Linked DNA regions of Mus musculus: regions 2, 3, 4, 5, 6 and 7 are each linked to region 1. Evidence: chromatin contacts called from public HiChIP or PLAC-seq and promoter capture Hi-C data. All regions are on one chromosome and are shown on one strand. The core of a region is the stretch at or near the end of the contact, and the rest is flanking DNA. Distances in the headings are between cores, read along the strand shown.

What was found. Promoter capture Hi-C pulls out the DNA fragments that hold promoters and counts their contacts. HiChIP or PLAC-seq counts read pairs in DNA pulled down with a chosen protein or histone mark.
Region 2: a contact with region 1 is called in an H3K4me3 HiChIP or PLAC-seq map of stem cell-derived neural progenitor cells, with 2.8 times the contacts expected there. The contact joins the enhancer-like site here to the promoter of Msrb3 in region 1. A contact is called at or near these places in 5 of 115 datasets of contacts at active chromatin or transcription factors (embryonic basal ganglia, embryonic forebrain, forebrain and 2 more).
Region 3: a promoter capture Hi-C map of the HPC-7 cell line shows a contact between it and region 1. The contact joins the promoter of Gns here to the promoter of Msrb3 in region 1. A contact is called at or near these places in 7 of 39 promoter capture datasets (the HPC-7 cell line, cranial neural crest, embryonic stem cells and 4 more) and 2 of 484 Hi-C or Micro-C datasets (both in the G1E-ER4 cell line).
Region 4: a contact with region 1 is called in an H3K4me3 HiChIP or PLAC-seq map of embryonic limb bud, with 2.9 times the contacts expected there. The contact joins the enhancer-like site here to the promoter of Msrb3 in region 1. A contact is called at or near these places in 6 of 39 promoter capture datasets (the 3T3-L1 cell line, cranial neural crest, frontonasal cranial neural crest and 3 more), 1 of 15 datasets of contacts at CTCF or cohesin (the NIH/3T3 cell line), 7 of 115 datasets of contacts at active chromatin or transcription factors (bone marrow-derived macrophages, craniofacial prominence, embryonic forebrain and 4 more) and 1 of 9 other capture datasets (pancreatic islet).
Region 5: an H3K4me3 HiChIP or PLAC-seq map of stem cell-derived neural progenitor cells shows a contact between it and region 1, with 2.5 times the contacts expected there. The contact joins the enhancer-like site here to the promoter of Msrb3 in region 1. A contact is called at or near these places in 2 of 39 promoter capture datasets (hippocampal neurons and liver), 7 of 115 datasets of contacts at active chromatin or transcription factors (bone marrow-derived macrophages, craniofacial prominence, double positive thymocytes and 4 more) and 1 of 9 other capture datasets (adipose tissue).
Region 6: a contact with region 1 is called in an H3K4me3 HiChIP or PLAC-seq map of bone marrow-derived macrophages, with 2.7 times the contacts expected there. The contact joins the enhancer-like site here to the promoter of Msrb3 in region 1. A contact is called at or near these places in 7 of 39 promoter capture datasets (cranial neural crest, frontonasal cranial neural crest, hippocampal neurons and 3 more), 1 of 15 datasets of contacts at CTCF or cohesin (embryonic stem cells), 8 of 484 Hi-C or Micro-C datasets (the HPC-7 cell line, bone marrow-derived macrophages, cortical neurons and 5 more), 19 of 115 datasets of contacts at active chromatin or transcription factors (DN3 thymocytes, SST interneurons, bone marrow-derived macrophages and 13 more) and 2 of 9 other capture datasets (embryonic stem cells and liver).
Region 7: an H3K27ac HiChIP or PLAC-seq map of embryonic stem cells shows a contact between it and region 1, with 4 times the contacts expected there. The contact joins the enhancer-like site here to the promoter of Msrb3 in region 1. A contact is called at or near these places in 6 of 115 datasets of contacts at active chromatin or transcription factors (craniofacial prominence, embryonic basal ganglia, embryonic limb bud and 3 more).

The regions. Positions count from the first base shown.
Region 1 is chr10:120,897,034-120,900,749 of GRCm38.p6, reverse strand. Msrb3 (methionine sulfoxide reductase B3) reads left to right here and starts at 1,779. Exons shown (of 7, transcript NM_177092.4): 1 at 1,779-1,917. It overlaps Gm4473 (a long non-coding RNA gene), which reads right to left and starts at 1,703. Exons shown (of 2, transcript XR_001779656.2): 1 at 1,334-1,703.
Region 2 is chr10:120,415,719-120,419,434 of GRCm38.p6, reverse strand. All of the region lies in intron 3 of Hmga2 (high mobility group AT-hook 2), which reads left to right. Among named protein-coding and RNA genes, the nearest start is that of 9230105E05Rik, 28 kb to the right of the region's middle. Within about 2 kb of position 2,099, at least 73 of the 459 cell types and tissues checked have an H3K27ac peak or open chromatin away from gene starts, as enhancers often do. A contact at or near this core is called in embryonic basal ganglia, embryonic forebrain, oligodendrocyte precursor cells and 1 more, where this site is marked.
Region 3 is chr10:121,363,396-121,367,111 of GRCm38.p6, reverse strand. It overlaps Gns (glucosamine (N-acetyl)-6-sulfatase), which reads right to left and starts at 2,022. Exons shown (of 14, transcript NM_029364.4): 1 at 1,754-2,022. The coding sequence starts at 1,921.
Region 4 is chr10:120,443,147-120,446,862 of GRCm38.p6, reverse strand. All of the region lies in intron 3 of Hmga2 (high mobility group AT-hook 2), which reads left to right. Among named protein-coding and RNA genes, the nearest start is that of Mir763, 3.1 kb to the left of the region's middle. Within about 2 kb of position 2,007, at least 6 of the 459 cell types and tissues checked have an H3K27ac peak or open chromatin away from gene starts, as enhancers often do. A contact at or near this core is called in embryonic limb bud, where this site is marked.
Region 5 is chr10:121,280,723-121,284,438 of GRCm38.p6, reverse strand. The region is part of intron 9 of Tbc1d30 (TBC1 domain family, member 30); the gene reads left to right. Among named protein-coding and RNA genes, the nearest start is that of Gm35404, 40 kb to the right of the region's middle. Within about 2 kb of position 1,783, at least 26 of the 459 cell types and tissues checked have an H3K27ac peak or open chromatin away from gene starts, as enhancers often do. A contact at or near this core is called in double positive thymocytes and stem cell-derived neural progenitor cells, where this site is marked.
Region 6 is chr10:121,249,712-121,253,427 of GRCm38.p6, reverse strand. No RefSeq gene overlaps it. Among named protein-coding and RNA genes, the nearest start is that of Gm35404, 8.6 kb to the right of the region's middle. Within about 2 kb of position 2,012, at least 23 of the 459 cell types and tissues checked have an H3K27ac peak or open chromatin away from gene starts, as enhancers often do. A contact at or near this core is called in the HPC-7 cell line and bone marrow-derived macrophages, where this site is marked.
Region 7 is chr10:120,550,353-120,554,068 of GRCm38.p6, reverse strand. No RefSeq gene overlaps it. Among named protein-coding and RNA genes, the nearest start is that of Gm34952, 24 kb to the right of the region's middle. RefSeq lists an enhancer at 472-2,111. Within about 2 kb of position 2,033, at least 93 of the 459 cell types and tissues checked have an H3K27ac peak or open chromatin away from gene starts, as enhancers often do. A contact at or near this core is called in craniofacial prominence, embryonic limb bud, embryonic stem cells and 1 more, where this site is marked.

The DNA of each region.
Region 1 (3,716 bases), core at 530-3,029:
GGCCACTGTACAGACATATTGTAGGCCTAGCCACCATTGCTGCAGTCCTTCAAAATGTGCTCCTCCCTCCCCGCTTCATGGAGAGTTCTTATCTAAAGTTTATAAATGGCTGCACTCATTTTATTTTTGTTTTAAACATTTAGATTATGGGGAAGGACTGTGCTGCGCGTTGCAGGGAAAGGAGGGAGAAAAATGGCTGCTTACGTAATACAAGCTCCAACAGCGAGGGAGGAGGGACGGAGGATGGGAACGGGGATACTCGAGTTTCCCGTTCCTGCCCACTGTGCGTTTCAGGTACATAGCTGGATAGTAATATTAATGGGCCTTTAAAGCTCTTTGCTCTATCAGAACTCATCCAGCCTGAGTTTCCTTAGGCCATCTGCCTGTAGCTCCACCAACACTGCTAATTCGTGAAGCGAAATCTGCCCATCTGTTGGGTGTAATTCACGGGATGTTTTAGAAGCGGCCGATTGCAAATACACTATGTTTTGGCTTGGGGGCCTTCCTGTGTTGCCAGAATCGAGTTTGTTTAGAAATGAGGTTTACTAACTTTCAAATAAAGCATCTTCAAGCGCGGCGTGATGGACAAATTACCCCCCTCTAGTTCATGTTAGAATAATCCACCCTCTAAATCTGCTTGACATTTCCCCCGTCCGTGTTTGACATCAATTAATCACTTTTGCAGCATCTTAATATGCTGAGAAGTAATTGTATAACATCCCACATCTCCAGATCCTGTCAAACATTTGTTTGGGTGTGTGTGGATATATATTATAGTAATTAAGGCATAATTACATTCATTGTCTTGAGAGAGGGTCATTTGGATCTGATTAATTGTGGAGTTTAGTGCCAAAAAAAAAAAAAAAAAAAAAAAAAAAAGTCAGGTTCGCACGCGCTTGGCCTGTAATCAAACATCTGGGACTGACATTTTGGTCATCAGAGGTAGCGCCCTTAAAATACATTATCAAAGTTCCTCTTTGGACAGTGTGCAAAAGTAAGTGTGTGTGTGTGTGTGTGTGTGTGTGTGAGAGAGAGAGAGAGAGAGAGAGAGAGAGAGAGAGAGAGAGTGAGTTGGGGTTTGGGGGAGAGATTGTATCAGTGAATATTGAGTCAAGGTGAGGAGGAATGTCCTGTAAAACAGCTCTAGCTGGAGCGAAAACTTTTCCGGCCTGCTTTGACTCCATATATGGTGTTCAAGTAAAATTTCAGGGACTGCCCTTTTGCTGAATCTTACTACAACACACACACACACACACACACACACACACACACACACACACTCACTCACACACACTCACTCACACATAGTGGGGGATTATAAGGACATTCTCACCTGGACATAGTGGGTGTGGTGAGGTCCCCTCCAGGTGCGACCCCTGGGACGCAGTCGGTGGTCCTCTGTATTATGGGTATTCAGTAGGCACAAGAGCGACCATGTCACACCTTAACTGGCACTTCACAGCCTCTTTGGTACAGGCCAGGACTTTTGGTCCTTAGCTCTCAGGCGCCCTGACCCTACAGTAAAGGTCTCAGGTGGATGCTGCCAGGGGGCTCTGCTACGGGTTGCCCACGCGCGGAAGCCCTGTTCCCGCAGGGCTGGCCCGGGGCGGTGGAGGCGGCGCCGGAGGCGGGAGTTGGCGGCGGCCGCGTCCCGGGCAGCGGGCCCCGTCCGCGGCCAGCGCGCTCCGCCGTCCTCCCTCGCTTGTCTGCTATGCTCATATTTGGACTCGGCCGCCCGTGCCCAGGAATTTCCCGTCATGCCTCCCGCCGCCCCGTCTGTCGCCCGGAGCCGGGAGGGAGGAGGGATCGGACAGCGGAGGCTCGTCTTCCCCAAGAGTGCGCGGCGGACCCTCCCGTGCCCAATCGCGCTCTGCCTGGGTCTCTGCCTAGCCGCGGCCGCGGCCACCACGACGCGCGGTGAGTCCCCGCCTCGCCCCATCCGGCCCTCCGATCCCTCCGAGTCAGCCTGGGACCCGGAGTGTTTCCCCCCACCCCCACCCCCGTCCCGGGAGCGCCCGCGCCGCCCCCTCAGTCTTGAGAGTCATCCCCCTGCCGTAGAGTCTCGGCGTGGACCCCGGAGACGCTCCTCGCCAACGAGGGGACAGCGCAGAACGAGGTCAGGCGGGAGAGCCCGCGCCCCGCCGGCCGCCGCGCTGACACCTTACCCGTCCCCAACGGGAACCTGAGCCGCCGTCCTCGCGCGGGTCCTCGGGGAGGCTCAGTGAGGTGGTCGGGGGCGCGGGCTGCAGCTCCGAGGGCGCGTCTCTCTCTCTTTCGGGCCTCTCCGCAGCTGCGGCCGGGGGATAACGGGCCAGGGCGTGGGAACCAGGAAGGCGTCGCCAGGCCCCTGGGGACAGGGGCGCACCCCGGACCGGGCTGGCGGCTCATAGGCCCAAACAGGTACCAGCAAAACTCCAGGGGGCAGGTACCAGTTCTGTCTTCTTTTCAAGTGAAAACAAGCATCAGAGCCCCCCCCCCCCGCCTCCCTTTTTATTTCTTAAACTTTTCCACTGGGCTATTTCAAGTCAGACTATCTGAATAAAAAGTACTGTTCCTGCCTTTGTAGGTTATGCGATAAGTGGGGGCAATAAGGATTTAAAAGAATTTTCTTTGAATCATATGTAAAGTATTAGAGAGCTTTCTTTCTTCTTTCTCTCTCTCTTTCTTTCTTTCTTTCTTTCTTTCTTTCTTTCTTTCTTTCTTTCTTTCTTTCTTTCTTTCTTTCTTTCTTTCTTCCTATTTCCATTGCGTGTCAAAAAACTAATTATTTGAAGTCCAAAGGGGAGGTTTTAAAGGAAAATATTAAGTTGCAGGGGCTCTTGAATTTGGACAGAGTAAACAAATCAAAGCTTGATTCATTTTGTCTGGCAAGGCAAAACGTTATAATCACCAGAAACCTGGATTATGTGGGAGGTGTTAGGTGGTCGCTGTGTTGCCTATGGCTAGGATAGCCTGAACTGTCAAAATGAGGTTCGGCTAGCCAGGACACAACGCACACTTGAGTTGACAGTCGACTACACCCTGTGCAGCATAAAAGACAAAATAGGTTTTAAAGGTACTTTGATGTATAAAATGTTATCCAGGGAAGATTCTCAGGGTTATAGACTTGACGAAGTGGTTTCTCAGGACCAGTGGTACATAGTTAAGTATACCCACTGCAGTTTGTAAGTGCTTCCGTTAACAATGACGGAAGTTTTATGTTTGTTCTGGAACATTGTACTTCGGAAAGGACCCACCTTTAAATCGACTCATATTCCTGGGGCTGCTTTCTAACGCTCATTCTTGGGAATCAACGGATTCTGACTAGACATTTTATCAATGGATTTCTAAAACCTGCTGGGCTGGCTGATAAGGAACAGATTGTGCTGAAAGGGAGTGTATGAATGATTATTTGCGTGTGTGTGTGCGCGTGCGTGTGTGCGTGCGCGTGCGTGTGCATGTGTGTGCGTGTGCGTGCGTGTGCGTGTGTGTGCGCGTGTGTGTGCGTGTGTGTGTGTGTGTGTGCGTGTGTGTGCGTGATAAGTGGACTTACTTGATGTCTGTGGTCAAACAGCCTTTGAAGACCAAAGTCAACTGTGCCATGGCCTCTTGCCAGTCAGTTCTAACACCAAGTTTATATTTGGACTATTTAAACATAGTTCTAAAATTTGTTCCTACCTGATAGTCGAATTTCTGATGCTTTTAATAGTTCCCTATGTGGCTGTCTGGGTTTTTTT
Region 2 (3,716 bases), core at 850-3,349, 480 kb after region 1:
CGTTTGTGAACGAGGGATCTGGCGAACGAGAGTTATGTGTGTGTGTGTGGTTTGTTTTATTGGCCCTGCATGTTTCTTTGATGATCCATTTTCCAAGCTCCTTCTTATCTTTTAGGAGATGTGTTCAGGATTTATGCCTTTGGCAGGCTTTCAGAGGCCTCCGGAGTGGTGGAGAGGTACCCTCCATTTATAAGGTATCTGAATTGGGGTCATTCTGAACATTTACCCTCTGCTGTACTTAAATGCCTTCCTTCTCTGGACGTTTCTTTCAAATGGATTTTTCTTTTATGTCGGCAAAACTAAGGGTTTTATCCTTGAACACTCTAGTAATAAAGCTATTTCAGCCCAGACCTGGGAGGGAATTTGTTAAATGCATTAAAGGGGTTTGTCAGTCGTTTTCCTAAGCCACTATTGCCTGCTGCAGAAATATTGTGTTCATTAGCGTTTGCAAAACTTCATGTTTAATAATACAAAGGGCAGACTGAGCGCTCACTCTTTTGGTGTGCAGATGGATAAACGTTATAGGAGCACACCCCCAGGTAGAGACTTATTGGGGTAACTCTTAGAAAGGGCAAGGGTAGCCATAAACAGGGACACAATAACCCCACAGTTCTGTGCACATGGTGATTTGCAAGGAGAGTCTGGGAGAAGGGTTTTATACGGTTATATAGCAAACCGTGAAGTGAGTACTGAGAAACACAACCCAAGGTTTGCATCTGTTGTGTGTACCCCAAATAGCATCCTCCTCCGGGTCTGTAATGTAAATCCACTGGTACCAGTAAAAAGGCATTTAAAACAAATAGTAAAATGAAAGGCATTCACAAAGTAATAAAGATACCACCTTTGCGAGCCCTTTCCTATGGATTTGAAAAATGTTAGTGAACGACTCTCCGAAGATACAAATAAATAATATTTTATTAGATTTCAGCCGGGGAGAGAGGGGAGGGAAACCTTCAACTAGAATTACGTGATTATTATTGTGCTTCCTCTCAGCCCAGCAGACATTAAAATGGAACATAAAATAAGTCTATAACAAGAGTTATGAGCAAACGTATTGCACTTAGGGGCACACTGTGCAGAAAAGTCATTAAAATTGTTTGGGCCTTAGGAAGCTGGGGAGTGGGGGGCGTTGGGTGGGGGGAGTCCTTTTCTGAAAAATGAGAAACTCAGATATACAAAGTAACTTGCTGAGGGACTACCTAAATCTTGTTTTTAAAACAAACAAACAAACAACAAACGGAATTGTGTGAGGTTCTGATTCACCCCTCTCACTGCTAGCTGCTTCCCACCAAACAAAACCAAGAGTTTGTTTTCCTGGGCTCGCAGACTGAGTGAGGCACGGCAGCATTCCCATAGACCTGGGCCATTGTACAGGCAAACCAGTGTAAGCCTGTTATGTCTGACTGGTGTTCTGGGTTCTGACTCACAAACACTGCTCTTGTGCACAGATGTAAAGTCCAGTGCAGCCCCCTCCCCTCCTTTACCCGGCAGTCTGCCTGCGGATTCTCTTTCTGGTTGCTTATATGTGTTTGGATGGTCGTGATAGTTCAGCACACTCTTTCTTGCTTTGTCTACAAATGGTTAAAACACCCAGTCTGCTCTTACATGCCCTCCCCCACCCCCACCCCTCTGCTTTCCTGCTGGTTGCTTTCATGTCACGATAAATCTCAGTGTACTCTGTCAGGAAAGCCGCTCTGTGTGTGTGTGTGTGTGTGTGTGTGTGTGTGTGTGTGTGTGTGCCTATCTGTAAAGCTTTAACTCTGGTTTACTGTTTAACTAGGAGGCTCAGCAGGACAAGGGAGATCTTACTAAGGCTATATTGCAACTAAGAATGGCCAAGGTTATGCTGTGCTATCAATGGGTGCTTTGGGTAGAAGGTCTCTGTCATTCATCTTTATCAGGATTTTTTTTTCTCCCTTCCTGGGAGGAGGTTAAAAGGAATGTTTCAAGGAGGTCTTTGAAACCCATTTTCTTCAAATGTTCACTGCATCTAAGATCCCATTTTTGTCCTTTATTTGCTTCAGCATACCACCAGGCTGCCAACAAAGAGGGGCCTGTGTGCCCAGGAATTTTCTGCATTCCTCTCCCGAGTAGGCATTTCTCTCAGCTAGAAAGGCCCTTTGGCAAATTCCCTCTAATCATTGGATTTACCCTGGGTTCTGATAGGTGCCATTCATGGAGTTGGTCTGCTGGTTCATGGGGCCGAGGCATTAATGGGGTCTTTTCATGATAAACAAAACCTGGGTAACATTACCAGAGGAATCACAACGCGACTGTTGTTAGGAGGTGACTGTGCATTCCCCGCCCCCTCACCCTCACCCCAACCCCCACCCCCACCTCTCTCTCTCTCTCTCTCTCTCTCTTTCTCTCTCTCTCTCTCATTCTTCCCCTTAGTCTTTTTCCCCTCCTCTATTTTTACAAATATACATTTTTGGTTGGGTATTCTGTACGACCATCTCTGGAAGCAGATCTCCTGACCCAGCTGCCGCCGGCGAGACGATCACCAAATCGCAGGCCTCTGTTGGCAACAGGATGATTCTAAAACCCATACCTAATAGTTCCACGGCCTGCAGGGAGATCTGCATGTTCCTAAAGGGTTGAACATCATTGGAGGAACGCAGCACGAAGCCTCTGCTTTATGCGTCTTACCTCTGTATTCCCTGCCATTTAACTGCTGGGAGATGCTTTGTAGTTGAGATGAACAAGAGTGTGGCCTCAGGAGCTGCTCAGTCAGCTTCGCCATTGGCTGGGCTGCCTGTATCAGACTTCACCGTCCTTGCTCTGGACAACATTCATTCCTGTTTCTTTCTCAGAAGAGTGGAAAGCTGATTAGTTGGAAGCTGGGTTCTACTGTAGTGGGGGAACAAAACATAAAAACCGGTGAAAAATAGTCTTCCCATTCGAGATAATATGAGATGCTGCAGCATCATTTTTTGATGGGGGTGGGGAAGAGCCAGTACCATGAAGTAGAACATGAGTGGTTGGGCTTACATTTCCAGGAAAGTGTTATTTCATTAATGTTTCTGGGGAGGGGGGGGGTGTAGTTCAAAGTAGGCTAATGGTTATTTTTATTTTTAACATTTTTCCCCTTTTTGTTTAATTTTTGCTACTAGAGTCCCAGACAAAAGGACTTAAAAAAAAAAAGTGTTGAAGAGCAGAAAGGCAGGAAGCACGAAGAAAAGAGTTTAAAAATTCAAAGGGAGTGTTAGGTCGACCCAATGGTATTTTGGTGGGTGCAGATGCTACCACACCTACATGCTGCAACGTTCCCACCAGTGGCTGAGGCTAACCTGCGTTAACACGGCTATTTCCTCGGGAACCTCATCCTCCTTGTGGCTAACAAACATCATGGCAGACCCCCTTTGAGCTGACGTGTGACAGTGATGATGTTTAGAGCCCCAAGTCCTTGTCTAGGTAAGTTTTTAAATACACAGATGTGCGAGGCACAGGGGAGAACATGGCTTTCTTCCATAGAGTAGTTTTGCTGATTGTCTTTCTGGCTTTTAAGTTTTGGCGAATACTGTTGCCGTAATTTGCGTAGTATAGGCGACTGTAAACCATGGACTTAGTGTTAGCATCTGCTCTCCATGAAAATTAGTTATCCATCCACCTCAACAGACTCAGGGAGTAGCTAAAGAGTCCTGCAGAACTAAGTTATACCAAGTCCTGGAAAGGTGCTAGGGAGAACATTATTTACCTTCCCTGGGGGATCACAT
Region 3 (3,716 bases), core at 773-3,272, 470 kb before region 1:
ATTTTAAAAAAAGAGCCCAGGGCCATCGAGGTGACTCAAGGGTACATGCAAACCTCTGCCAAGCCTGAGGAGTTTAAGCTCCCAGGACACTCGTGGAGAAGGGGGGACGCCGTCTTCTAACCTCCACTCTATTCAGGCCACTGTGTGCACATACGCTCCCCCTATACACACATCCTACTGGTATAAAGAAGCAAACAGAAAAAGAGAAAGTTCTAGAGGCAAGTACCATTAACACAAAGTGAAAGACCTCGACTATACACAGACAACAGCTGTGCTAAGTGACAGTCACTAAGCTGGGGCACCTTATATGTAAGTAGTGGATTTTGTTTCCAACAGCAGTATTAAGGCTGACCTGTTGAGTACTCTGGGAGAGACAGCATTTTTTTTTTTTTCCTGAACAAAATACTTTTTTTTTTTTGAAATCCCAGCACCGGTGAAACAGAAGATGGATCTCTGTGAGTTCAAGGCTAGCCGCGGCTATACAGTGAGACCCTGTCTCAAAACGAAACAAAACACAACCAAACAAACGAAATAAAGCAAAGAGAAAGAGAAAGAAAGAGAAGAGAGCTATGGGAACTGTTGGAGGGAGGGATAATAAAACCTAAGAGGGAATTAAGTCAAGACTTTTGGTACAGGGGGTGGGGGCTCGCTCTGAGAGAGAACTGGCTTAGCAGGCCCTCCAGCAGGGTGGGAGGGGAGAAGAGATTCAACATCCTTATGGCTCAGGGGATACCACAACAGCAACAAGGCGATGAATGGGATCTATGTAGATATAGAGAAGGGCCAAGGGGATTGGTAACAGAACACCATCTAGAAAAAGACAGTTCGCGGAAGGCAAAGTGTTACTGCCCAGCCCAGAAATACACAGGCTCTGCTAACCATTATCACATGTGACACGTGGAAAACCAAAATGTTGGCTCACTAGACTCATTTCACAACTCACTGATCAGCTGGGACCAGCAACTTGAAGGACATTGAGCCAGGGTTAATGACCACACAGGAAAAAGTAGGACCCTCCTGCTTAGAGGTTTCACAGCTACCGCAATCAGCTGAAAGCAGAAGGAGAACCGAAAGAGGGAGAGAGTCTCGACTTGTTTCTTTTTCCTTTTTAGTGAGAGCAATGCTGACCCAGGACGGAATACCATTGGAGGGTTGGTCCTAATCTGCCTCCTCCCGCTCAGTGCTTTGGGCAAATCCCTAGAGCACCAATGGATGGAGATTGGCGTTCATGTTCCCAAAGGTCAAATTCCGGAACCTCGAAAGAGCAGAAGTGACTGGGAAGGAAATGCAGTCTTCATGACTAACACCCATTAGACCTAAATTGGAGCCCTGACAGTAATGCCTCAGCCAACTGTTCGATTAGGCCAATTGATTTTGGTTTTGATGCTTCTTAAGCAAAAACACTCTCTGTCAATAACAGCTCGACAGCCTACAAACCCACTTTTATAGCCACCACAGAAGCACGGATGCCGACGTCCCAGGTCCTCCGTGAAGAGGGCTGACGTGGCCTCGGATCTCCCTAATCAATCACTGGCCTCCACAGGTTTGCCCTGAGCGGCGAGTGTCCACTGCAGCAGTAAGGTCCAGGCTGGAGGCACCGTGCGCACGGTGCGAGCCTGTGGGTGAGCTCGGGGGAGGAAGCCGGGTCCCATGACTCGTCCAAGCTCCCGGAGGGCCCGGAGTGACCGCGCACAGCCACCCACGGCCAAGCGGCCCAGCAAAGGGGCAAGGGGAGGGCGTGGACACGAGTTACCATGCCGCCGAGCTCCGCGTCCTGGTCGTCGGTGAGCAGCAGCAGCACGTTGGGCCTGCGAGCCGCCCCCACGAGCCCCAGGCAGCCTCCCAGCAGCGGCAGCAGCAGCAGCGCCGGCAGGCGGCGGGGACGGCCCGGCCGGGGCCCGGCTGCCGAAGGGAGCCGCATGGCGGCCAAGCTCCGCGGGGGAACCGAGAGCTGCGGAGAGACGCCGGTGAGCGCAGGAGACGGGGTCAGGCTTTCTCTCCCTAGGCGAGATCACGTGAGGCGGGGCAGGGGGCGGGGCGCGTCGTCACGTGACGGGCGGCCGTGGGCGGGGCCTGGGGAGCGGCGGAGAGCCCGGGCGCTGGGCAGGGCTGGACAGAGCTAGGACCGCGCGGAGCCTGGCCTCGCCACTGGTTAGGCCTGCTCCTGATGCTGCAGGAGGAAGGACAGAGCACCGGAGATGAAGACAGGAGTCAGTCCGCTCATCTTCCCTCCAGAGTGAAGCAGCGCACGTGCTGTGAACACAAGATCAGCTGCTGGTTAAAGTCCCGGCCAGTCCTGGGGTTAATGGACAGCTCTGCCTGTGTCCTTTGACTTTTCACCTGTCGAGGTGAAGTTCTCATTTGGCTCAGCTGTTGTTATTCCACTTTCCTCGGCTGGCATGTACTTTCAAACAATTTAGGAACGTCTTTACGACGCTAGGAGCTCTGGTCAACGTTTCAAGTTTTAATCACACTTTAATTTACATTTATTTTTGTGGGTTTTGCGTGCTCACGCACCTTCCGCGGCACGTGTGTGGAGGTCGGAGGGCATCTTGCGGGCGTCAGTGCTTTCTTTCTGTGGAGTGAGTGCAGGGGATCTAACTCAGGCCCTCAGGCTTGGCGGCAGGTGCCTTGGCATCTTGGCCAGTCCTACTTGGTGAGTTTTTGCAAGCCTTCTTGGAAACTTAGAAGTGCATGGCTCAGTGGTTACGAGTACTAACTGCTGCTCTTCCAGAGGTCCTGAGTTCAAATCCCAGCAACCACATGGTGGCTCACAACCATCTGTAATGACATCCGATGCCCTCTTCTGCTGTGTCTGAGGACAGCTACAGTGTACTTATAATAAATAAATAAATAAATAAATAAATAAATCTTAAAAAAGAAAAGAAGTGCACGACCAGTAGCAACACATCCTTTGTTGAATGAAACCTCAAAAAATATTTTAAGTTAGCTAAAAAGTTAAGTTGCTGTTAGGGATTCCTGCGAGGTCAATGCACGATATACCAAGTGAGCACTGTTCTATGCAGAACAAAAGAAGGTACAGCCATTTGCCAGTTGATTGTGTGTTGGACTCACACCTTTGCGATTTCTTTTTAAAAGATTTATGTGCATGAGTGTCTGTCTGCATGCATGTATGTGTACTATGCTTGCCTAGTTCCTGGGGAAGTCAACGAGAGCGTCTGACCCTTGGGACTGGAGTTACAAATGGTTGTGAGGCACCACGAGGGTTCCTGGGAGTTGACATGGGTCCTCTGCAAGAGTACCATGTGCTCTTAACCACTGAGACATCTGTCAGACAACTGGACACAGAACCTTCGAAAAGTATTTTTCTTTTTTTTATTTTACATCTAAAAATAAAGCAGATAGTTTATAATAACATACAGTATTGTACAATTAATATAATATACAATAAAAATGTATAGGATCTCTGTGACCTATGAGACACGACAATGTAGTCCACCACTCACAGGACTGGAGTTAGAAAAAGAAGAAATAATTTTTTAAATGAAATAATAGCTTCAAAACGTCTAAATTTTGAGAAAATAAGATCCAAGGAACTCAGCCTCGTGCAGAAAAATCAGAGACAGTTTTCCCCTAGCCATGATGGCAAATACTCGCAATTCCAGCTCTTAGGACACTGGGAGAAAGAGGATTATACGTTTGAGGCTAACCTGGGCTTAGGCTATAAGAACCTGTCTAAAGAAAAAGAGTCTCGC
Region 4 (3,716 bases), core at 758-3,257, 450 kb after region 1:
CCTGTGCTCCTCTATGGTTGTCTCTGTACTCCTCTATGATTGTCCCCATGCTCCTTGAATAGAGGGTTTGGGTGTGTATGTGTGTGTTTAATATCTAGGTATTAAATAGTAGCTTCTGTGTTCAAATTCATTGAATGGAGAAGAAAAAGAAAAGCACACAATGGTCTACTCAAATCTCACAAAATGGCTTCTTAAAACCATGCAATTAAAAGTTTTTTAAAAAAACAAAAAACAAAAAACAAAAAATCAAATGTATTTCTGCAGTGTTATGTCATCAATTACCCCAAAGAGTAGCTGCTCTCGCTAATCTCTTGGCTCCTGACACGTAGACACATAAATATCTATGACAAGAGGACCACTGTTTGCAAGTGAGATTGCAAAATAGGAAGCAGCAGATGTTGGAAAGGAAATCTTTCAAGACAGAGTGACCAGGCTCTCTCGCTTAGGCTTTGTTCAAGGTCACGGGCATAAGATGCCGCTCTAGAAGATGGAGCATGGTCATGTGGGTGGGGGAGGGCACTTCTGCGGACCGGGAAGGAGATGGTATCACTTCAACAGATCATTAGGCAGTAACTGAGTAGAGGAAGCCGACAGTTACAGGAAAAAAAAATATTTGCTGATCACGGAGGACAAAACTGAGCTCCTGTTTGGCAAATCAGACTTCTTTATATTTTGTTCATCGATCCATGAATGTAGTTCACTATGAAAGTACATTTCTTTCCTTTTCAAAACACTATTTTCAGTGTCCTCTGTCTACGATCATCCATGAATGTATCCATTTGCATGATTTAAGTACCTTGTGTATCTGTGGCAATTTTTTTTTAAAGATTTATTTATTATTTTATGTAAATACACTGTAGCTGTCTTCACACACTCCAGAAGAGGGAGTCAGATCTCGTTATGGATGGTTGTGAGCCACCATGTGGTTGCTGGGATTTGAACTCTGGACCTTCGGAAGAGCAGTCGGGTGCTCTTACCCACTGAGCCATCTCACCAGCCCATCTGTGGCAATTTTTAATGTTTTTGTTTTATTTTATGTGTATGGGTATTTTGTCTGAGTACCTTGTGTGTGTCTGCCAGAAGAGGGTAGGTTGTCAAAGTCTCCAGAATTGGAGTTATATATATGGTTGTGAGTCAACCTGTGGGTGCTGGGAATTGAACCTGGGTCCTCTGAACAAAGAGCAAATGCTCTTAACTCTTGAGCCATCTTTCTATCCCGGAAAACAAAATCTTAAAGAGTGAATTCAGTAAAGACATATGTGACTCTTTTCTGAATAAACTATACTTGATATGCTACCATGCCAACCTATTTTGTGAAGAGAATCAGTTTATACACAAGCATTTTCCTAATTCCACCATGCGACTTCAAGTACATTGGGACTAGATATTTATCTGTTCTCAGAATCTTGCAGCAAACATGGAGACTATGCTATATAAGGAAAAAGTAAGCATTTCTGAAATTACGTTAAGATACTATTTTAAAATAACCAGTATGGTGCACGTATGGAGGAAGTTAGCTGTTAGAAGTCACTTGTATTCTAGGACGTTAAAAAAAAAATAAGGAAAATGTTTGCTAGGAAATAAGATACAGATATTATACCTACTAGGTAAAAAAAAAATTCTGTAGAAAAATAATGAACATGAAGGGTTATGTGGAGAAGCAACGCTTACACACCCAACTAGATATATATGTGGAGTTTAGGGGAGAGGGCCGAGCTGAAGACTTAAAACAGGGGCCACGGGTGAAAGAGTCAAACTGTGGCTGTGGGTCAAGATCCCAAGAGAATGGTGAAGACAAGAGCAACCATAGACCATGGAGAGGAAAGAGATGGTGAATGTAGAGGACATAAACAATCTTGCCAGCTGTCCCTGATGACCAATCGTCTCCAGCCACGCCCCTGTTTACGCCTCTCTCCAGCCATGCCCAGCTCCTGACAACAGCCTGGCTCTTACTTTCATTAGTGTAGAGACTAGCCTCCCTATTGCGGTCGACGAGTAGGCACTCTGGCGGAGCAGGCAAATGAATCTAGAGAGAGTCCTGTGGGGGCCAGATCATTAAGTCACACTGAGTGACATCCCATTTGCCATCTGGAAAAGATAAAAGTTTTGTTGTGCAATTATCTTTATGGGACAAAGTGTTTCTGTTGGTTTACTAAAGCCGTTAAGCCAAAACAGGGCACCAGTGTAAGGCCTGGTCTCCCAAGTCGCCTGTACCATCCTCCTGTAGGATAAAATGAACATCTGGGAAGAGGGCTAACATGTGTCTCTGGTGAGTTTAAGATAACTGCTTTGGCTTCAAGGATCATTAGATTTCACAGATCTAATGTCTATGTATGTAATGTATGTATGTATGCATATATATTATATATATCACTGAAACTTCCTTTGCATGGGTCAGATGTTGAGAAAAGTCGGTTGTAATTTGGGATTCATGCAGAGGAAATGCCCTGGAAGCTTTCACGTGACTAGGTAAAGGCTATGTACCTTACTAGTCTCCCTGGCCCCTCTTATCCAGACTACTAGAGTTGGAGCCCCTACAGTGCGGGGAGAGCTTTTAAACCTTTTGTAAGCTGTAGCATCCCAGGGTGAATTGACTTGCCGCAGAAATTAATCTTGGGGCTGATTCTAGCTAAGCAGTTGTAGCGATCTAGCAGAAATGGCTCAGTCCTGCAAAACGGATGGCCAAATAAAACCTTCAGGTCTCTGGACGGGTAGCAGGCAGTGCAGATGCACCAGGGGAAGGACTGGTTTCCCACAGCATGGCTGTGCCATTTCAGAGCACTTGGAGAACACTGTACGGATGCAGTTAAACATTTATGACCGCATGCAGGTCCAGGCAGCGTGAGGGATTTTGTGCAAGTAGTGGCTGATGAGCACCCCAAATAGGAGTTCTTCAGATCTAAGGTATCCATGGTAACCAAGTAGGTTCCCTTTCCATTGTGCTTATTACTTTCCAACCTGCTAACCAGGCGTAGGCGCTGTGGGCTCCAGGACACCTAATTCCTGTAACACTCTAGAGAGTAAGTAAGTGCTTTTGGGGGGGGGGGTGAAGCAGACTTAAGTAAGGGGTTTTGAGAGATTTGCAGAATGCCACGTAGCAGCCAAGACAGTAATTTGGGGTCCAACTGTCAATTTATTTGAGTAGTGTTATGCAGGTAAAAATCACACAGGGAAAAAAAGAATTATGATTATTAAGAAAACAATGGTGGGTTTTTGTTTGTTGGTTTTGTTTTTGCTGGCTCTCTGAGGTCTTCTATTACCAACGTGGTTGTTCAGCTGTTTTATGAATAGCACAAGCTCACTGTTTTCATTTGGTGAACAGCACCAGCTTCGCTATTCAAGATCTTGCTCCCAACACAGGGAAATATTTAATACAGTAGGAAAAATGGTTTGAATTCAAGTAGCGTTAATGTTGCAGTGTGACTATAACCCTCTTTTTCCAAGAACATATTACAAATGAATTTTTGTGCTTCCATTTAGCCTACGTGCAATATAACCATTTGGGTTAAATCGCAGCCATAATAAATCGCATCATGAAGCATTTCATCTATATTTCTTAATGTTGTTCACAAGTGACTAGAAATATCTTGGTACCTTTTATGTACGGTAGCTCATTTACATATTTTTGACATTGTGAGAATGAACTTTTATACTATATGTGTAAAGTACTGTAATAATTAAGCGTATATATACCCTAAAGAAATTTACCCAAGGAT
Region 5 (3,716 bases), core at 534-3,033, 380 kb before region 1:
TTCTAAAGATGTCTCTCTAACAGTGAAATTATTAGAAGGATAAGCCATGTATCAGTTCACGGAGAGTTTAAATGTGGCCAGAAGGAAGGAAAGCTGTTCTGGGTGTGAGTTTCTAATTAGCCATCAGGAGAGAGGTGGCTTTTTAATCCTGCCTTCTGAGAACTTACAGGGAGACCTGTAGGCTCTGGATGGTCTGCAGGGCCCATGAGCAGCACTCCTCCTGTTGTGTGAGGGAAGACGAGCTAGGCCTAATTTTATGTGTTATGTCCGTGTTTCTCATAAAACACGTCAGTAATAGAAAAGAAAACATAATTCCTTTTCAGCAGGGCCTAAATATAAATGTCTATTTCAATGCACACTAGTACCTCAGAGAGGAGAGAGACTTGTCCATTTTCCTTGTCATGAAGGACTGTTAGTGAGAGAAATGGCAAATGCCATTCCAAGCCACTTTCTCTTCTTTATTCACTCTCAAAGCACTTAGTGGCTGGGATCTGGCTTCAGTGGACCACGAACTTGTCAGCAAATGGGAGATGGCTCTGCATGAATACATGAGCTGGCTGAATACAGGGTCCTTATTTCTGAGCTGAAGAGGATACAAGGATTCTCCCCAGGCCTTTCTAAACACTATGCAAACAAAGAGACTGGGCAGCACCTCTCCTCCCTGCAGAGACCACATTACTCCCCACTAATTCTGCAATGGCCATTTGTATACATTTAAAATTTTTATTATGTATGTATTTGTTTGTGTGCCTCTCTGTCTTTCTGTCTGTCTGTCTGTCTGTCTGTCTCTGTATGTGTGTGCGCATATGTGCATGTGTGTGGGTATGTGGGGTGTGCATGTCTGTGTATTTGCTGATATACACGTTGCACAGTGCACTGTGGAGGTCAGAGGAAACTCCTGCCACGTGGATCCTGGGGATTGAACTCAGGTCCTAAGCTTAGCGGTGAGCACGTTTTACTGGCAGAGCCATCTTTCCAGCCCTTCTGATTTTCCTTAATTGATGGTATTAGATGGGCAACTGAAGTGTGCCAGTGAGGTAAGGTATCTGAATTAGATTGCAGTAGACTCTGGACAGTATCTGTGGTAAGTTCCTTAAGGACCATGGAAGGGGAATTATTACAGGGATCATAGGTGTTTTGAACACGGGAGAATTGTTACAAGAATCATAGGTGTTTTGAGCACCTCACCTTGTTTGGGAAAGTTGAATTAATCTGGAGGCAGCTGTTGCATGCCATGGGACGGGCTCTGCCCACTAACCACACTGCTCATCCCCACTACCACCCCAGTGGCGGGTTGGAAATGTCAAGGATGTTGATGCTTGTTCAATAGAAGGACAATGTTTGATCAATTAGTTCTGTCACAAACTGAAGCCATCTGCCCTGAGTGGCACTGTATGCCCATAACTGGAAGCGTTTAGGCAGCGCCTTTGAGGCCATCTGCCGGTGACACCCCAGAGGGCTGCCTGTGGAATGAGGAGGGGCATGGAACTAAATTATGTTTCAATTCTGTTCTGAGATTCTATTACTGTACAGCATGGGAGCTCAAAGAGGTTTAGTGGAAGGCCTTACTTGGAATCTGTGGTAATCTATAACTTGGATGCATGAGTTCCACATATCTAGCCCTCTGGGTAGAGAACCAGGCATGTTCATGATCATGGGACAAATGTGCCTTCAGACATGTGAGACCTTCACGCACGCGTGTGTCCACGTGAAGAAGGGTTGTGGGTGAGCTTGCTTCAGGATGCAGGTGACTGCTTTGAGGCGCTAACCACAAATAAACAGCAGAGGAAGGAGAGAGCCGGGGAGCCCCAAGCCTGCCAGGCAGCTGCAAGCCCAGCCGAGTGCCTGTTCTGTTCTTAGTGGCTCTGATCATTCATGATTGGAGCACAGCCATCTGCCCCAGGCGGGATGGGGTCAGGTTGGGGGCATGAAGTAGCAACAGCTCACCCAAAGCTGGATTAGGGGTCACCGCAATCCCCGGTTATGGAATTGGATCGGCCCCTTCACAAGTGCCAGCAATTTGTCAATGGGGTAGATGTTAGGGTGGACCAACTGAAAGCCCTGGATCTGGGCCTGAGGGTGAGCTCCCAGTGCTGTCCCAGCTAGCCCATCCAGTGCTGCAGTGAAGGGCAGAACCAGCTGTTCTGCTTTCATGACTTTGGGGCCAGCTCATCTGTGCCTATACCAGAGAAGGAGCTGGGCCAGCCGGTGAGGGGACAGAGCTAGTTCTCCCACACAGATGACCCCATGACCCTGGGGCCAGCTCTCTGGCAGGGGCGTAGTAGGTAGGGGTAGGGGTGGGGAGAGCATCTCTCCTTCATTCATTCCACTGCATGACAGACAAGTTGCAGGGCCAGCTTTCTCAGGGCTGGCTCAGCCTTGTCCATCAGGGTCAACTCTACTGTGCCATTCAGGGAAAACGCAGGCTCTGCTCTCCCAACTGCTGCAGTAGGTGAGGGGCAAGGCCAGCTCTCCTGCCTGTTGAGGTGTGTGTGTGTGTGTGTGTGTGTGTGTGTGTGTGTATGTGTGTGTGCGTGTGTGAAATCTTTTAAAACAAAATATAAATGATGTGAATTTCTTAACTGTTTGAATCAAGTTCTTCAGTTATTAAGACAAAAATTTGCATAAAGGACAGGGTCAGGTGATTCTTGGCTCAGTCCTGGGGTGACATGTGTGTATGGTGTCAGATACAGTTGACTCTATTCTCCCTGACTGACATCTGAGAGGAGGTACTTCCTTGGGTCCAAAGTCAGGATGCCAAGAATATGTTTCTACACTTTCCAAAAGATCATGTGGAGCAAAGAGAAGATTCTGTACTGGGAATGAGCCCACTGGCCATCTTTGTGAGATCAAACATGAGAACCCACTATTCGTATAATTATACAAAGCACTTCAGGCAGGTAGTATGTTAAAACATGGTATCACAAAATCTACACTAACGCTGTCCAGGTTAGCAGTGGTGGTGCATGCCTTTGGGAGCACTTGGGAGGCAGAGGCAGTCGGATTTCTGAGTTCGAGGCCAGCCTGGTGTATAGAGTGAGTTCCAAGACAGTCAGGCTCTCACAGAGAAACCCTGTCTCAAAAACAAACAAACAAACAAACAAACAAAACAAAACAAAAGAATCCAAGCACTGACACTCACGTGCACACCCCGTGCACACCCCGTGCACACCTCCCTGGTTTTAACTACCCACCTCCTGCTGGAGGGAATTGTCACCATGGGTTTCACACCCCGCATTTTCCAGACTAAGCACAGAAGCCCAGAATGGCTGGGGACTGATTACCTCACACGCCATACTAATGAGAGCCACAAGAAGAAGTCTTCTGTTTCTTCTTCGTCGGGTGTGGGGAGCGTTGTGTAGTGCTGCTAAATTTATACTGCGTCTCAGCCTTGTGGCTCATCATGGATGTAGTGTATGGGAGGCGCTCCCTTAAAAACAATGTGTAGGCTGTGCAGCCTTGCAAAATAAGCATAAAGCATCAAAGAGAAGGGACGGTGGCCTACGGTTACTTGTGTGAGATCTTGAACTGGTATATAAAGGTATATAAAGCGTATAGGTGGATGGCAGGAAGTTCAGAGACAGTCGGAGGGACGGATGCATCAAAACTGAAGTGAACTGTCACAGTAGCATCACAGAAATTGCCAGTTGAACCAGCTGACACTCCATTCAGAGCTCTCCCCTTCCTACCCAAGGAGCGCCTCAGTCCCAGAGGTC
Region 6 (3,716 bases), core at 763-3,262, 350 kb before region 1:
TGAGCTTGTGGTGTCTTGAGCCAAGGCTGAAGCAGTGGAGCTGGAGAGAAACAGCTATATCCTCCCTGCGATCTGGAATGTTAGTGGGATTTCTTGGCAGGATGCAGAATGTGAAAATAAGAGACCAGTCAGAGATGACAGGGAAAGTCTAGTCTGAGCAGCTAGAAGGGTGGAGTCACGGCTGCTGAGAGGTGGGTTCGGGTGTGTATTAAATATTGGACGAACTTTTGAATGGGAAACTGAAGATTCTATTTAGTTCTGGAGAGAAGTCTGCTCTGGATGCGGGAATTGCGGAACCACCAGCCAATAGACACTATCTAGAACCCAGTGACTGGAAGAGAGCACAAAAATCTAAAACAGCCAAAGGAGACTTTCCTGTGGATGCTGACATTGGTCCCTAACTATTCTGGTAGTTTCAGTGGGGCACAATAGCTACTGACCTCTGGTGGTTAGAGGCTAGAGGTACCACGGTGTGTCCTACAGTGCACAGGACAGCTGAGTACAGGACAGACAGGTCAAAATATCAGTAGCGTCGATCTTGAGAAAACCTTATGTAGATGGAAAGAGGAAGGTGAAACACTGAGCTGGGGACTCGGAAGCATTTAATAGGTTGCTCAGGTGACAAGGAGTCAGCAAAGGAGACGATAGTCATCATGCAAAGGGGAGTGACCCAAAGGCGGGGAATCTCAGAAGGCAAATGAAGAGACACAGTTGTCCCAGGAGGTGTGCCAGGCGTTGTGGTGCACTCGAGAGCTGAGAGCCAGTCAGGAGTCTTGGTAGCTGATAGACAGCCACAACAAGGGCCAGAACACAGGGCAGAAAAAGGCAAATGTCTAGGGGTCGGTTATTGGGGGGCTTGGCTTCATAGGCCAGGAGCAGGTTTGGTGGATTGCACCAAACTAGGCCAAACCAATACGGAATATTGTTGTTTTGAAAAAAAATGTTATCATTTCATATGATGGCTGGAGCTAGCTGTAGGTATCTTCACAACACATCTGTTGACTTTCCTTGTCTCTTTCAATTTGTAGGACTAGGCTTCTTTTTGTTTATTTATTTTATTTTATTTTATTTTATTTTACATTACAGATTTTATTTCTCTCCCAGTACACCCTCCGAGGGTTCCACATCCCATACCTCTTCCCCAACCCCGTGTCTCCACGAGAATGTCTCCCCCACTCCTATCCTACCAGACCTCTGAACTTCCTGGGGCCTCCAGTCTCTTGAGGGTTAGGTGCATCTTCTCTGACTGAACCCAGACCCCGCAGTCCTCTGCTGTGTGTGTGTCGGGGCCTCACGTCAGCTGGTGTGTGCTGCCCGGTTGGTGATCCAGTGTCTGAGGGATAGACTTCGTTGTGATGTTTTGGATGGTGCAGATGTAGGGTTATGGATGTCCAAATCAGTGGGTCTCAGCCCCTTGGGTGTCGTTGGATAACCCTTTCACAGGTCACTTAGAACCATGGGAAAACACAGATAGTTACATCATGATTCATAACTGTCACAAATGACAGTTATGAAGTAGCAACAAAGATAGCTTTATGGCTGGGGGGGAGTTGTTACCCCAACATGAGGAACCATATTATAGGGACACAGTGTTGGGAAGGCAGGGAACCACTGTTGTAAACTACTGTGGCAGCCACTTACCTGGCTCCAGTTTGCTTCCCTTCAGGCGGGTCTCTATTGAAGAGAGCTTTCTCAGCGCTAACTCAAATGCTTAGTTTTCCTGTTTAGAAACAATGTATACTTTCCCTTCCTCTTCGGGACAACAAAGGCTCCTTTGTGCGGCCTTGGTCCCCCGCTATCTCAGGTTAATTTCCTGCCTGTCTCCTAGCCTGGTAGCCTGTCTCTTCCCTTCACCTTTGTTGGACAGCCCGTGTCCACTATTCTAGGGCCTGTCCTTGTCTTTCGATTTCTGTCCTTGTGCCCAATTCATTTACTCCTCTGTGACCCCCTGCCTACTTCTCTGCGTCTGGATGACTGCCGCTTCGTTTTCACAACTCATTTCCTTCAGGAAGTTGTAGGAACTAAGATTAAATTTGCTTGCGAGTAACAGAAAGCACAATAGCAGATTTGTTTCTGCTCTGGAGTTGGGGGGTAGGAAAAAGGGCTGCACTGTTTTAGGGCCCATATGAGATGCTTCTAGAATCTGCTCTTGTAACAACCAGCATTTAACAGGAACTGGGGACTAGCAGCTTGGTGTTTCTTAGATTTGGGCATTGCGACGGGATTCTTGCCCAGTATGTATCTTTAATTCTAGGGAATTAAATAACCATGTGTTCCTGCCTTACTTTGTTTCACAGTTTTATCCTGGACATTATTTCAGATCAACAGTTTATTAATTTATTTAATGACCAAAGTCACATGCTGTCTCACTGTGACTTACCATATAAGAAAACGTTTAATGGCTTATTCACTGGAGTTGCGGGAGGTACACATGCCATTAACACAGCACTTAACCCTTTGTGATCTCTCTCGATCTCGAGATGGTTAACTGCTAAGTGTTAATTTCTATTTGTTCACGTATTTAATTATTTGTTTGGAAGTGATGACTAAGTACTTGTCACTTGCCTGCTCTGGGGCTCTGCACTCAAGGCACTGGGACAACGGCATCCCTCCCTCTGAAGGAGCTGTCGACTGGCGTCAGGGCACGGAAGGAGAGTGGCAGAAGAGTGTGCCTAGGTTTTAGAGCAAGGGTGTGCGAGGTGTCAGGAGAGTCTAGACGAGAGGCAGGCGATTGGACACTCGGAGTCAAGGAAGACTCTCAAGAGAAAGCAATGTCTGAAATGACGACAGGCCAGGAGGAAGCTGAAGCAAGGAGAACAAGGGGGTGGGGGGCAGATTGATGGCGATAGAACTTCCTGGAATTGCCGTTGACCGTAGCCTACATTACTCCGAGTAAATGCACAATACAATCCTATAGGCTTGGTAGACAACCACCACTTTGTTACAAATCCTATCCTCCACCCTCTGCATCAAGTTATTCCTCCGAATATGATATGTTTTCCCCAGTTTCAATCAGAGTCCTCCTGGGGATTCCTCCTAGTGACAGCTTGTCAGGTGTCCCTCCTACAGCCTCACACTGATCAGTGCTGCTCAGTAAGGGATGACTCTGAGTTGAAGGACATGCCAGGAGTCAGTAGTACCATGTGACATGTCTCCTCTGTCTTATCCTTCAGAACACGGTCTTTAGTGGCACTGGAGAGAGGAAGGGCTTATCTATCAGTCAGGGAATTATGACAACAATCCAAGTGGGTCTGGATAAGAGCTATGAAATGGTAATGTTAGCTGTCAACTTGACTAGGCTAAGGGATATATCCAGATAGATGGCAAAACATGGCCATCGAGTGTGTCCGTGAGAGTGCTTTCAGGTGGCGTCAGGCCCTCAGACTGGAACTTTGGACTGATCTCTGCCACAGGCATTCTTGGATACAGAGCTTGCAGATGGCAGACTGTGGAACTTGGACTCTGTGATTTCGTGAGCCTTTTCTTCCACCCTTTTCCTCTTTGGTGAGCTCTGACTTGTACAGTTTTACTGGAGAAGGGACAGGTTGAAAAAAGTGTTATTTAGGGGCTGGTGAGATGGTTCAATGGTTAAGAGCACCAACTGCTCTTCCAGAGGTCCTGAGTTCAATTCCCAGCAACTACATGGTGGTTCACAACCATCTGTAATGGGATCCGATGCCCTCTTCTGGTGTGTCTGAAGAGAGCAACGGTGTACT
Region 7 (3,716 bases), core at 784-3,283, 350 kb after region 1:
ACCACTACCTCCAGCAACCCACCTTTACCTGCAGCTACCTCAGGATCCAGATCTGCGTTCTAGCACAACAAACGCAAGGATGTGAGTTGAGTCTGAAGACCACAGAAAGTGACTTTGTGAATGTCCCCCTACCATGTATCCGCTTAAACATCTTTTTGTTTTTACTATTGCAACTTGTTCCGTTATTCTCTTCCTTCATTTCGATACTCTGTTCCTCACCACCATAACTTAGGGAATCCAAATTACCTTGCACCCCAAGATCACATCCTGAACATGAAGAGGAAAACACAATGTAAGGGGGCTATGATTTAGGCGACCTTCAGAACCCTTTCTTGTTCATCTCATCCTGTCCCTCCAAGATCCCGAATCTCTTCCCTTCTGTGTCACTTTCACTTCTAGGTCAACAAATATTTGACCGTTTTGAACAGATGTGTTTGTAAACTTACATGAGGAGCTCTTGAGAAGTAAGTTAGGGCAAGAGAGAACACTGCTTCTTCTCTCTCAGGAGAACCTTTAGCATGTAATCTCTACCTAACATGTCTCTGGGCAGATTATGATCTATGTCCAAAAAGGCTGGAGGAAGCCACGGGAGGATGCAGGCTCCCTGACTTGCCAGTCAGCACCTTCAGCTCTCTCCAGACCCAAAGTCTGGACTAGGTGAAACCAGCCAGCTCCATGCCTGGCTCAGGTCGAACCACAAAGTCACGCCTAACGTAGATTTGCCCATTGGCTGCAGGCCGGGCGCCCCTCAGTCTGAGGGGGGCGGAGTCTGGAGGGGGTGGAGTCTATCGGCAACTGGGCCACTGCTCCCACCCTTCTAGGGGACCCTTGTTTGGCGGTTTCTTTTTCCTCTTTGGGAAAAAGTTACCAACTTCATTGGCGTCGCTGCTCTGCAACTAGTCCCTCCAACCCCGCTCCCGGAGGCTGAGCTCAGATGCTCCGCAGACGCCGCCCAGCGGTCCAGGCCAGGGGCCCCGTGCCTCTGTCGGGGTCGCCTTTTCTCTGCTTGCACCCACGGCTACACCGATCTGCACAGCAGCATGGAGCCCGCACGCTGCCGGGTCCCCTCTCCTGACGTACACCTACCCCACCCCCTAACCAGTAGGACACTCTCCATCCTACTCCGGGTCCTCTTACGTACACCACCTTCACTCTCACCGAGGCTACCTAGAGTCACAGCCTCCTCCCTCCCGGTGGTGGCCGCCTTCTGTGCGTTCCCTAGGGTTCGTCATGCGCTAAATCTCCTGGCTCACATTTAGGGATCATATCCCCGCGCGCGCATTTTCCGAGATCACCCACGTGCTCTCATTCTCATTCTGCCCCAGCAACGGCCCGCATTGCGCGGTGGCCCCTCGAGCCGCGGATCGTGGGAACCAGGCTGGGCCCCTTCGTCCCTGTCCCTCCTAGGTCATCCATCTCCCACCCAGTCTGCTGCCGAGACTTCAAAGGCGCCCCTGCCGGCGCGGGCCCCCTGACCCCGTGCGCAGAGCAGACGGCTGGGGCGCTCGGCGCGGAGGGAGGCCAGTTGGCTCATCCAGACACGCTCGGTCCTGCAAGTGGCTGCGTGGGTACCGAAACGGCCTTGGGTCTAGCCGTACAATAGCCTCTGACAAGGCCGTACCACGCTCGGGCCACCTAGGGTTGTCCCCCACCCCCATTCCCAACCCTCCGCCAGCAAGGTCCTTGATTCGTTTCTTCCGGAAGGAAATCTGGATCAGGACTGACTCCTTTCCAAGCAGAATAAGAAAAATCGTTCCCAGCGCTTGCTCCCCCTCCTAAAAATAAAATAAAATCAAATCAAAATAAAAATAAATAAGAGTCTCCCCTGACACTTAAGCAGCACTTCCTTCTTTCTTCCCTCCGTCCCATTCGGACACCCCTAATTGACAGACTCTAATCCCCGGATCGGAACTACTTCTGCCGGGAAGATTTGGCCGGCTTTTCCTTTTCTCTCAGCATTCCTGAAAAGCCAATTCGTTCTGAGCTGCGTTGATGGAGGGCAGGGGGGAGGAGGGTTACTTCCAACTTCTGGCACCACCTGGGTGGTCGCCATAACCCAGCGGTTCCCTGTCAGCTGTGTATTCTCCTCCACTCTATAAAGGCGGCTTTGCGGGAATCGTTAAGGCTCTTCGCCATCGATCTGCGGGGTACATGTATTGATTTATACTTATAATCAACTACAGTGTGAGATTTCGGGGAGGGTGATGGTGTGTTCCCGGTGCATAACTAACTGTGGCTGTGTGTTTGGAGATGTTGAGTTCAAGCGAAACAGCTTTTTGCATGAGGCTCTCTAAACATTCTTTTTCACACACTTAAAAATATTAAGGCTGTGCTCCACAGTTCAGCATTTTGATTGGCTGTGGTTTTCTGTAGGTAAAACACTCCAAGAAAAGATGGGGGAGGGGGGGTTACGGGGAGGGGGCGTGTCTCAGCATAACTTCGAGTCCTTTAAAAGGAATAGGTTAAACTTAGTCGGCAGCACTAAGATACATATTATACATACAAGGGAGAACACAGAAGCCCTGAGACTGCCACTAAACAACTCAGGCTCACAGCTTTCTCCACCCTAACAATGTTTCCTCACTCTGAGGAATCATTGGTGATCTTCTGGTATGAAAGTCTGAGCTGTGAGCAAGAGAGCAAACTGGACAGGAATTGCTCAAAGGTGGAAGACATCAACTGCTCTGCCTTACACAGGATTTGTCGTCCAGTGGTGCCTGGGCCTTACGGTACCAATGTGGATGGGGGTACGCAGACCCTACCTGGAGGTAATTAGGTCTTTGGGACACCAGTCTCAAAACCTGCTAGGTTAAGGTGGTTCTTGTGGAACCCTGGTTAGTTCTGACGAGATGAGTTGTGGTCCTGATCTTGTCTAGCTTCCTATGTCATCATATAACTGCTCCCTCTCCCACGTGCGTTTCCTTTCAGCCGTCCATGAGGTGACGAGCTTAAGGCTCCTCAGAGCCCAAACCAAAGAAGTTGCCTGATCTTGGGATTTCAGTTTTCATAACTTTTAGTCAAATAACCCTTATTTCTCTATAAAATACCCAGCCTGGGGTATTTTGTTGTGTTGTTGTTGTTGCAGCAAAAGAGAAAAGACTAACTTAGGATCATCCCAGCTGGACATGGTGCTATGTGCCTTTCATCCCAGCCACTAGGAGCCAGAGTCAGGCAGATCATGAGTTTAAGGCTAGTTTGGGTTACATATTGAGTTCCAGAACAAAACTAGAGAGACCCTGTCTAAAACAAACAAACAAACAAACAAACAAACAAACAAACAAACAGAAAACCCAAAACAAAACAAAAAAACAAACAAAAAACCAAAATAAAACAGCAAAATAAGTTATTAGAATTATATCTCATTTAAAGTATGAACAGAAGTTATAAGTTTACATTTTTAGGAAAATTTAATTTTTAGCAGCAACACAGAACAGTGAAGAGCAGTTCATGACAGTATTCCTGAACAAAAAAGACCCCTGTAAGAGGTTGATAGTCAAGACCATTTATTTCATCTAGCAATGGATTTCTACGTATCTCTTCTGAGGCAATATTGGTCTTTATTTTGTCTCTGAGTAAGTACACAAGTCTCCAAGCGATGAGTTAGTACTCATATCCCATTCACTAATAGATAAATAACGCTGTAATAACAGCTCTTATAAGGTGGGCTCCTGACTTTCGTATGAAATTGTGCCCCTTGTTTTTGTTCCCAGAAGTAG